Regions from separate parts of the Ovis aries genome. Here region 2 is linked to region 1. The links are chromatin contacts, called in public Hi-C maps. All regions are on one chromosome and are shown on one strand. The core of a region is the stretch at or near the end of the contact, and the rest is flanking DNA. Distances in the headings are between cores, read along the strand shown. Region 1 holds the start of RAC3 (Rac family small GTPase 3). Region 2 holds the start of ARHGDIA (Rho GDP dissociation inhibitor alpha).

Evidence for each region. A called contact is a pair of places that touch in the nucleus more often than the background predicts.
Region 2: a contact with region 1 is called in a Hi-C map of skin fibroblasts, with 5 times the contacts expected there. The contact joins the promoter of ARHGDIA here to the promoter of RAC3 in region 1. A contact is called at or near these places in 5 of 16 Hi-C or Micro-C datasets (blood, liver, skin fibroblasts and 1 more).

What each region holds. Positions count from the first base shown.
Region 1 is chr11:50,377,253-50,382,487 of ARS-UI_Ramb_v3.0, forward strand. It overlaps RAC3 (Rac family small GTPase 3), which reads right to left and starts at 1,730. Exons shown (of 6, transcript XM_027974294.2): 1 at 1,617-1,730; 2 at 955-1,026; 3 at 645-762; 4 at 436-498; 5 at 1-35. The coding sequence starts at 1,651. LRRC45 (leucine rich repeat containing 45) reads right to left here. Exons shown (of 16, transcript XM_012186412.4): 9 at 5,141-5,218; 10 at 4,929-5,040; 11 at 4,772-4,842; 12 at 4,275-4,367; 13 at 4,085-4,177; 14 at 3,386-3,559; 15 at 3,149-3,296; 16 at 2,274-2,903. The coding sequence ends at 2,707.
Region 2 is chr11:50,520,244-50,525,018 of ARS-UI_Ramb_v3.0, forward strand. It overlaps ARHGDIA (Rho GDP dissociation inhibitor alpha), which reads left to right and starts at 1,265. Exons shown (of 7, transcript XM_060395788.1): 1 at 1,265-2,008; 2 at 2,095-2,220; 3 at 2,814-3,030; 4 at 3,132-3,215; 5 at 3,580-3,656; 6 at 3,736-3,799; 7 at 3,915-4,775. The coding sequence starts at 2,841. The coding sequence ends at 4,114.

The DNA of each region.
Region 1 (5,235 bases), core at 480-2,979:
GTGTGCGGGCAGTGGTGCCGAACCTCTGGGTACCACTGTGGGGATGGAGGCTCTGATCCCTACCCCTGGGGCCTTGCCCTCCGCCTGGCCCAGAGCAAGCCACAGCTCTCAAGGGGCCCTTCCTCGTGCCTAGACCCACACTTAGCCCTTCTTGCTTCACAGGGCAACCAGTAGGTCTGGTAAAGCAATGACCAAGAACAAAAATATGCCAAGAAGCTTCCAAGCTCATCAGGGCCTCTCAGTCAGGGCCCTCCTTTCTCTGAGAGCTGCACTCACCAGCCCTACCCCAAGTGGAATAGGCATCTCTTCTGCCTCCAAAGGACAATTTGCCTCTGTCAGGCCTTCAAGCAAGAGACCCTGCCTTGTAAGGACAAGTTCTCTGGGCAGTCTCCGCCCCTCCCAGGAAGCCCAACCCGGCTTCCTGCCCTGCCCTACCTTGGCTCGAACATTCTCAAAGGAGGCTGGGCTCACCAGGGAGAAGCAGATCAGGAAGACGTCCTTGGGAGAAAGGGAAGGAAGGAGAGGACCATGTGGGAAGGGTCAAAAGGCTCTGAATGGCCTCAGCCCCCAACACACACACGCACCAGGCCCTCCGGGCCTCTACCCAAGCCACCCGGCCCCTGCAGGCACGCTGCGGTCCCTACAGTTTGTGGGTAGGAGAGGGGCCGCAGGCGGTCGTAGTCCTCCTGCCCGGCGGTGTCCCACAGCCCCAGGTTGACGGGCTTCCCATCCACCATCACATTTGCAGAATAGTTGTCGAAACTGCAGAAACAGAGAGATCAGCCAGTGTTTGGGCTCTCAGTCTGCACAGACCTGGAGCTCTGTCAGCACCTTGCTGCACCCCAGGAGCCCAGACTAGGGCCACGTGGGACGCACCTCAAAGCCCAGAGGAGCTTCCTGCACAGGCGCCCACACCCTCTGCTCCCCACCTCTGGACCCACCCCGCCTGCTCACACTGTGGGGATGTACTCTCCCGGGAAGGCGTTGGTTGTGTAGCTGATCAGCAAGCAGGTCTTCCCCACGGCGCTGTGGAGAGAGGGCGAGCCCACGTTGCTCCCAGGTCCACCTCTGCCCACCGCTCAGCAAGGGCGCCCCCCTCCCACGGTCCCAGGGTGGGGACAGGGGTGCCTGCCCTGCAGATCCGCAGTGAACGAGGGACAGGAGGGAGACCAGGGCAGGTGGGCTTTGGGGACAGAGTGGTGGGTGCGGGCTGCGGCAAGCCGCCTCAGCGCCCCAGGCAGGTATCGGGAGGGTGGCACCCGCTGAGGGTTCAGCCCAGGTGAGAGCCCTGGCCCCACCCACCCGGAGGCCGGGCGGGGCCGCGGGCAGCTGGCAGCATCAGGTGGGCCTGGGCTGGAGGCCTGCGCCCGGCGAATAGCCGGGACCCCACCCCACCACGTCCTCCCGCCCCTGCCCGGTCCCCGGACGCCCACAGGCCGGTCGGGGGCACATCCGGGCCGCCGCGCCTGGACCCCCAGCCGGGATCCCTGGCCCGTGCGCGCGCCGCCTCCTCCGCCCTGGCCGCGCCCCGGAGCCGCGCGCCCTGCCCGGGAGGATCCCCTGAGCCAACCCCGCCGGGCGAGCCCGGCCGAGCGGCCTCCGCGCCGCGCACTCACCCGTCGCCGACCACCACGCACTTGATGGCCTGCATGGGCGCGGGCCGGGAGGGCGCGGCCGCGAGCCGAGCTGCGGAGAAATGCCCGGCGCCGCAGCGGCCGCGGACCGGAGCCGAGCGCGGAGCCGAGCGGCCGGAGAGAGCCGAGCGCTGCCGAGCGTCGGGCGCGGAGACAGCCGAGCGCGGCCGGCAGGGCGGGCGGGGGGCGCGGACCGGCCCCGAACCGGGCAGATGCGCTTTGCAGAGAAATCTGGTGAGGGGCGGGACACAACGAACCCCTCAGCGAGTCTGAGCCCGGGCTGGCTCTCCCCAGTTCCCTGTGACCCACTTCATGGGGCGAGGGCAGCGCAGACAGGCGGCTCCCACCCACCTGGACAGGTTGCGGTCGGTGGGCAAAAGTACCCCCTGGGCCCACCTACCTTCCAACCAAAAGGCAGCTGGTGAAAACTCGGGTATTTGCTGTCAGTCACCACAGACCCTCAAGGCCAGCAGCCCGCTGCGCCCCCATCCCTTCCTGTCCGCTGCAGTAGCCAGACCATCCCCACCTGGTAGCAGTTAGAAGGGGTGACCCAGCCACACCTGGAAAGCCGGCCTTTCCTGCAGGGCCCGGGCTTGGGAGCACAGACTGATATGGGAGAAAGGCACTGGAACCAAAATGTATCACAAAGTGCAAAATTCTGTATTTCAAAATACCCTAGGGTGAGCAGTTGGGTCTGCAGAGCTCTGGTTATAAAAGGTGACTGCACCACGGTGGGTGGGGCCGGGAGAGCTCACACATTGCTCCTCCCTTCCTGGGTCTGTTCTCAGGCATGTCACTCCCTGCGATGGGGATGACAGAGTGGGGAAGGCCCTCTTGGCCAGCCAGGTTCTTGACCACCCCACCACCCAGACAGGCACCCTGGTTGTAAGCTGCAGCTGTCCTGCTCTCAGATCCTGCCCAGCACTGATTTTCCACGTTATTGGCTGTAGACTCTGTGCAAAGAGCCCAGACTTGCCAGTGGCCTGTTCCTGGTGAAGAAGGGAGGGGCAGGAGCCAGACACATGTCCGACAGATGCCACCTTCCTGCCGCTCTCAGACTTTCCCTGCTCCCTCACTTTTGGGGGCTCAAGGTCCTCAGGGGGGACCCCTGCACATAAGCCAAGACAGCATTTTGCAGGAAGCTGGCCCTTTGGGCCTCCTCATCCCGAATCCGGGCGATCTCAGCCTCTTTAAGGCGAAGCTTCTCTCGGAGAGAGGCATTCTCGCTCTCCCTGTCCAGCAGCGCCTCCCGGTGGTCACTCGCGATCACTGCAGGAGAGGAAGTTCAGTGAGGAAGGGGGCCCAGGAGGTCCCCAGGGGGCTGGTGGGGTGGGGTTTGCTCAGGGTCCTCTGCGCGTACACACACCCAGCCTCCCCTACCAGCAGCACCTCCCGGAGCGAAGACCTAGGCCAAGCTCAGCTCTCCCGGCCCTCCTCCTCCTCCTGTGGGATGGCCTAGTAAGAAAGGCCCTACAGAGATGCCAGGGGGTGGGGGGACCTGGGGCTCAGCTCGCCTTTCAGCTGGCGTTCCAGGGCCGCCACCTTCTCCTTCAGTGCTTCCTGGGCAGTCAGCTCGGCCTGCAGGCGGCCATTCTGCTCTTGCAGCTCCAGCCGCACCCTCGTCACCTCAGCTACCTTTTCTTGGTCCTTGTTGCTCAGCTCCTGCCAGGTGAGGAGGGGTGAGTGTGAGGTGGTGGCTGGGGGTGGGGCAGTCCAGGGGCATCACGGGGAGCCCTCAGTGTCCCAGCTACCTGCTGAAGCTCCTCCAGGCGCCGCCTCAGGCTCTCCACCTGCAGGCCCAGCTGGCTGGCCCGCACCTGGGCATCGGCCACCATCTGCTTCTGCTGCAGGCAGGTGCTCTGAGCCTCGTCCCGTGCCTGTGCCAGCAGCCGCAGCTTCTCCTCCAGGTGAGCCTGGTGCTGCTGCTGTGGGCCCAGGAGGAGGACAGGTGAGCTGCTCTCTGGCCTGTGGCTCTGAGCTCCTGTGAGGAGTGACCCCTGTCCCTTCAGGCTGAAGGGAGCTTATATTTGCAATGTGGAAACCACTTTGTCACTACAGTTAACACATGTCTTGCTCTGAATGGGCTCAACTCAAATGAGGAGCCTCCCCCGTGTGCCAGGCTGACACCATCCTGCTGTCTGGACCCCGCTTCCATCAAGTGGTCACAGGTTGCACATTTGGGACAAACCCCTCCCCCAGCGTGGGGAGGGAGCACACTGGCTTTTTGCAGGGGAGGCTGGAGGTAGTACTGATGGGCTGAGTGTCCTCGTCTGGCTCTTCTGCACCCCTGGAACTCCTGTTCCCTTGTCCCTCCCTACAGAGCCAGGAGACAGCCTTGGTCATACCCACTTAAGCCCAAAGGGCTGTGCAAGCCCGGCAGCTCATGCCAGCCCCTCAGTGCTCTCTCCTCCGTGGGTGCTGCAAGCAGTGCGCCGTGACCCTGCGCTCACCTCCTCCAGGCGGACTTGGTTCTTGGCCTTGATGAGCTCCTCCTCGGCTTGGCTTCGCTCACTGAGTGCCACGGCCTTCACCCGGCTCAGCTCCTACACCACAGACTGTAACCGCTGCACCCGTCCTCGGCCCTTGCCCGGGGACCCCTTCTAGCCACACCCAGCCTCCCGAGCCTGCCACCCAGCTTACCTCCTCGAGGGACAGCCGCGCAGCCTCCAGCCTCTGCACCCTCTCTTGCATGGCCCTCTCGCTGTCCTCCAGGTGGCGAGTCATGTGCTCTACCTGCCCAGGTGCGGGGCGAGGACAGGGCTGGCAGTCTGGTCCCGCAGGTTTCCCCTCATGGGATCCCCACCCTGGGGGGCAGATGAATCTTGGGCACCCTGTTCCTTCCGAGTGGAGGCTACCCCAAGTGGCTTCGTAGGAAGCTAGGACGGAGGGCAGGTCCCAGGGCTGCACCCCAGGTGCAGCCTGCACTGTGGCTCGGGCACAGTCAGTCAGGGTCCCTTCTAGAAACCGGTGGGGAGGGTTTAGGTCTGACATCTGCCAGGACTGTCATCAGCAGTCCAAGGTTGTTGAGGGAAGCCAGGCCAGGAGTCTGCCTGGGGAACACCGTGCCCCACTGAGGTATCTGCATGCCCCGGGGTAGCGGGGAGGACGAAGCCCAGAAGACACAACTGATAAGGCACCTCCTTGAAGCGCAGATGTTCCGCGTCCTCCAAGCTCTGCCGGGACCTGTTCTTCTCCAGCTCCAGGCGTTCTGGAAGCACAGGGGAGGCGTGTGAGTGGGACTCCTCAGGGGGCCCCTGGTCCTCAGGCCCCAGCAGCAGGCTTGGCTGTGCTGACCTTCAGCCTGGATGGCCCGCATCTTCAGCTCAGCCGTCGTGTTGGTCAGCTCCGTTTTGGTCAGGAACAGCTGCTCCTGCTGAGATTTCACCTTCCGCTCCAGCTCATCCACCTGCAAAGTCGGCACGGAGGGAGGAAGCTACGTTCTGCTTTCCCGAAGCCCCACCCCAGGCTTCCCAGGGGCTGGCCCCACTCCCACCCCCACCCCATACCTGGTTTCGCAAAAGTAGGTTCTTCTCATTGGCAGCAGACAAGTCTCTGAGGAGCTTAGACTCCCGTTCTGCAGCTTCCTGGGGGTGACATGGCA
Region 2 (4,775 bases), core at 15-2,514, 140 kb after region 1:
TGTATGTTGGTCGTTTCAAGCTGCTAAATTCCAGGGTTATGTTTTTACACAGCAATAGGTGACTAATATAACAGAGTTAGATAGTTTTCAAAAAGCACTTGGGTTATCGAAAAACAAACTTTTGCTCAGTCAGCGATTGGGCAATGTAGCAGGACGCAGGATGAGTGCGTCGGGGACTAGCCGGGCAGTTTTCAGGTGCGCCAACAGGAAGCCTCAAAAGTGTGTATGGAATAAATACAAGATTGGAATGCTCTGCCTTTGGCCAACTCAACTTTCTACATGTTAAGCTGACCATGTGACTCTTCATTACAGAAAACTCGCAAATATTCCCCCAAAGTTAAGACATTTCCAAAAGATACCAAGGTCAGTATTTCACATTAGGTTCTGTGACCTAAAACGCCCCCACCACGTGCAATCCAGGGGTGTGTGTTTGTGATGACTCGGGTGTGAAGCATTTGAGGTCTTGCACTCCGCGAGGAGGAGGCGAAGGAAGAAGAGATGCATGCTAGACCGGCGTTGGCAGCGCAGGCTCCGCCAGCCTGGCTACAAATCATAGGCCCGGCTTGGCGCTGCAAAATCCTCGCTGGTTGAAGGCGTGGGCATGTGTCCGATAGTCGCCACGCCTGGTGGCGTCTGGGCTAGGAGCTCCCAAAAGGGCGACCGCATGGTGACTTGGGCTGGAAGGGGAAAGGCCTGGAGAGAGCTATTTGGACACCCGTGGATGAACGTTCGACGATAACTTCCGGGAGGGCGGACATCGGCGAGTGGGCGCGAAGGCAGCCTAAGGCCGGACAGCTGCCACTCGCTGACCTCGGCTACTTGATGGGATCGGCTGTGCCGGCTCGTCCCCGCGGCGTGATGGCAGCGGGCCCTCGAAGGGAGAGATGCCCGCTGACGGAGACGCGCCCGTGACACACGCGCGTCCCAGCACCTCGCAGAAATACCATGCCGCGCTCAGGTTTCTCGTGGCGCTCAGCGAGACCATCTCACTTCCCCACCCCTTCAGCTTGCCGGCAGACTCCTGAGGATACCCGGGACTAAGAAAAGCCTGTGGCAAAGAGCACAGGAGCCCCAACCGGACAAGTCTCCTTTGCCGCGCTGCCCAAACGGACGCGCCCACGAGGCCGGTCCGCAAGATGGCGGCGGCGCGCTGCCGGCAGCTCCTCGCACATGCGCTATCCGCGGCCCGCCCGGCGCGAGCGGAAGTCGCGTGACCCCGGAAGTGGCCGGCAGGGCGCGCGCGGGCGGGGCGGCGACGTTCGTCATTCTGTGCGGGAGGGAGCGCGAGAGCGGCGCGGACGATCCTCCGGTGAGTGCGGGCGGCGAGGCCAGCGAGCGCGGTGGGCACGGCGGGCGAGGCGGCCGCGGGGAAGGAGGCCGGGGCCGCGCCTTTGTTCTCGCTTCCCGCCCCGCCCGCCAGTCCCGCTGAGGGAATCTGCGCAGGGCGGGGGCGGCATTGACAGCGGGCGGCGCCCCGGGCGCAGGGCGGGCCCACGTGCGATCGGGGGCGCGGGGATCTGGAGGCGGGGGCGCGTGTGCCGGGGGTGGGAGCCGGGGTCTGTGCAGACCTCTTTTGTGGTCGCTGCTCGTACTCGGCAGCCCCCTGCTTGCTGGTGCGCGCGGACCAGGGCCAGGCGGGACGCCTCCTCCCCTGGGAGGTGAGGTCCCTGCGCCCCACCCTGCTTGCCGGGCCTCGCCTGGCCCAGATTGCAGGCCCTGCGGAAGTGCGGGCCTCGCCATCGCACTTAAATGATTTTGTCGCCTGCGGCCGCGCTTGAGTGACGTTAAGGCGTGAGCCTTCTAGAGGAATTCCAGAGGAAGCTGCAGGGAAGCTTGGAAAGAACGAGCCGGCCCCACCCTGCCTGTGGCGGCCGGGCGGTTCCGGGTCCCCAGCGGCCCTTTGTAAGATCGGGTCCTCACGCACGTCCCGGCATTGGCTGTCTTTACTGGCAACCGGTGGCCCTGACCCACCTCCCACACCGCCGGGTCTAGTCTGAGTCGGTTTCAGGTACTCCTCAGGGATTCTGCGGGGTGCGACGGTCATCCTTAGCGAAGGAAGTCCTGTGGCTGCCCCATCACTTCTCGCTTTGACAGCATTGCTCTGGGCTCTTCTGGGGCCCGGGCGGAAGGAGGATCTTGAGACTACCCATCACATGGCTGCAGCAGTTCTCAAATTCTAGGTCACAGACCCTCACAATTAGAGATTGGTTTGTCGGACAGGTAGGGTCTTTTAGGCCATTTCAGGACTTACCTGTGGGACTTAGGCTAGCCCCGTCATCTGAGCTCTAGGGGAGACCTGTGTTTGGGCTGGAGGGAGACATGACTGACCCATGTCCTGCACAAAGGCCTTGGTTTGTAGCTGGGGCGTTTTTGAAGGAACAGGCTGGTCAGAGAGAACCCAGCAAGAGGGTTTCCTTGAGGAGAGGGCCTAGGCAGCTCAGAACAAGAAGCAGCACTTGGTCCTGGTGCTTCCTGGTTGGACCCAGGTGCTGCTGCTTCCTGGGCAGCAGGGAAGCTGTGCCTGCTTTCCTTTCATTTAGCTCTGGATGCTGGGGTGAGGTCCTGTGAGGTGGGCAGGGCGAGGAGGTGAGTGGCCCCTTTGGGCTTCAGGAGCCTGTGTCTGGGCCTTTTATGAAGTTCTGGCTGTCACTGCCTTCCTGTTAGAGAACGTGCACCTCCCCTTGGGCCCAGGTTGGGGGTTTGGCCACTTGCAGAGAGCCAGTGCAGACCACCTGCAGGTCCTGCAGAAGGGCAGGTGGGGACACACTGTGGGTCCCTCCAGGCTGCCGCAGCCCCTGCTACTCTGGTCACAGGTGTCTCACATCCAGCTAGAGGTGAGTATGGCTGAGCAGGAGCCCACAGCCGAGCAGTTGGCACAGATTGCGGCAGAGAACGAGGAGGACGAGCACTCGGTCAACTATAAGCCCCCGGCCCAGAAGAGCATTCAGGAGATCCAGGAGCTGGACAAGGACGACGAGAGTCTGCGCAAATACAAGGAGGCCCTCCTGGGCCGCGTGGCTGTGTCTGCCGGTAAGTGGGCCCCGGTGGGGTGTGTGGACACCTGTCGCTTTTCTGGGTGTCCGCCACTATTTCCCCTGCTGGCGGAGCTCTAACTTGCTGTCACTCTGCAGACCCCAATGTCCCCAATGTTGTGGTGACCCGACTGACCCTGGTGTGTAGCACTGCCCCGGGCCCCCTGGAGCTGGACCTGACAGGTGAGTGGCATCTCCAGGTTCCTCGCTGGGGCTGCCTGGCACCCTGCTAATTCCCCTAAAAATAATTTGTTGAGATGCTGGCGCCCTCTTGTGGGGAGCCTAGGAAGTGCAACCAAGTGATTTTAATAAGGCTCTGGCTTTGGTGTGGCCTGGGATTGGAGGGTGGGGTGTGTGTGGGTGTCTGGGGTGTGGCCTGGGATGTCAAGGGGTGTGTGTGTGGGTGTGGGTGTGTGGGTGTGTGTGTTTGGTGTGGCCTGGGATGCCGGGGGTGTGTGTGTGTAGAGGGGCAGACAGGGCACCCCACCAGGGCCGGAGTGGCTTCCCCTACCTGAACCTCCTAGTGTGGCGTTCCTCTCAAACGCAGGTGATCTGGAGAGCTTCAAGAAGCAGTCTTTTGTGCTGAAGGAGGGTGTGGAATATCGGATAAAAATCTCCTTCCGGGTAAGGAGGAGGCTTGGGGGGATGCTGGGGGCTCGGACTGGAGAGTCTGGCTGAGCCCCGCTTGTGTGCCTCCTTGCAGGTGAACCGAGAGATTGTGTCCGGCATGAAGTACATCCAGCACACGTACAGGAAAGGCGTGAAGAGTGAGTGCGGGGGCACCAGGAGGGAGGTGGCCACCGGGGGCTCAAGGGGCGCCGGGAGGGAGCGGGGAAAGGCCCGCCTCAGCTCCCTGACGGACGCCCTCCCCGTGCCCCACAGTTGACAAGACTGACTACATGGTGGGGAGCTATGGGCCCCGGGCGGAGGAGTATGAGTTCCTGACGCCCATGGAGGAGGCGCCCAAGGGCATGCTGGCTCGAGGCAGCTACAACATCAAGTCCCGCTTCACAGACGACGACAGGACTGACCACCTGTCCTGGGAATGGAACCTCACCATCAAGAAGGAGTGGAAGGACTGAGCCGGGAGGCGGGCAGGGCGGGCGGACGGAAGGACGGACGCGCCCCACCCCACCACCCCATCCCCCCGACCCCAGACCAAAGTGCTGACAGGGCCCGCCCACGCTGCCGCCACTGCCCCTGGGCTGCCTCCTGGCTGGCCTGTCCCTCCTCCGCCCTTCCAGCCCGCTGGCCCCAGCCTCCTCGGTGGTCTAGTGTTGCTGCTTCCGCCTGTGCTGTGGGGAGGGAGGCCTCGACCTCCCCTTCTGTATCCCTCAAGATTCCCCCACTGTCCTGACCCGACCTGAGTCCTTGGCATGGGAGTCAGGCATCGCAGTGGGGCTCAGGGTGCTCAGGTCCCCTGGGCCTTCTCTGTTATGTTACCTGGACTCCTGTCGCCCCCTTCCTGGTAGGGGTGGGGTGTACCGCGTGGGGCCTCGTGGGGCCGGTTGTCCTCAAGCTTTCACTTCTCCCCGGTCAGTCCATCCATCACTGTCAGTAACGGTCTAACCATGATGCCTTAACATGTGGAACGTGTGCTGTGGGGGCGTCACTAACCTCTAACCCTGTGTCTGCATGAGCATGTGGTGTCTCCCCCTCAATCCCTACCCCGTCTGTGATCCCCGTGGCCCGGGAAGGCTTCTGGGATGTGCTGGTCCCTAGTCTGCCCTGGCCTGTCCAGGC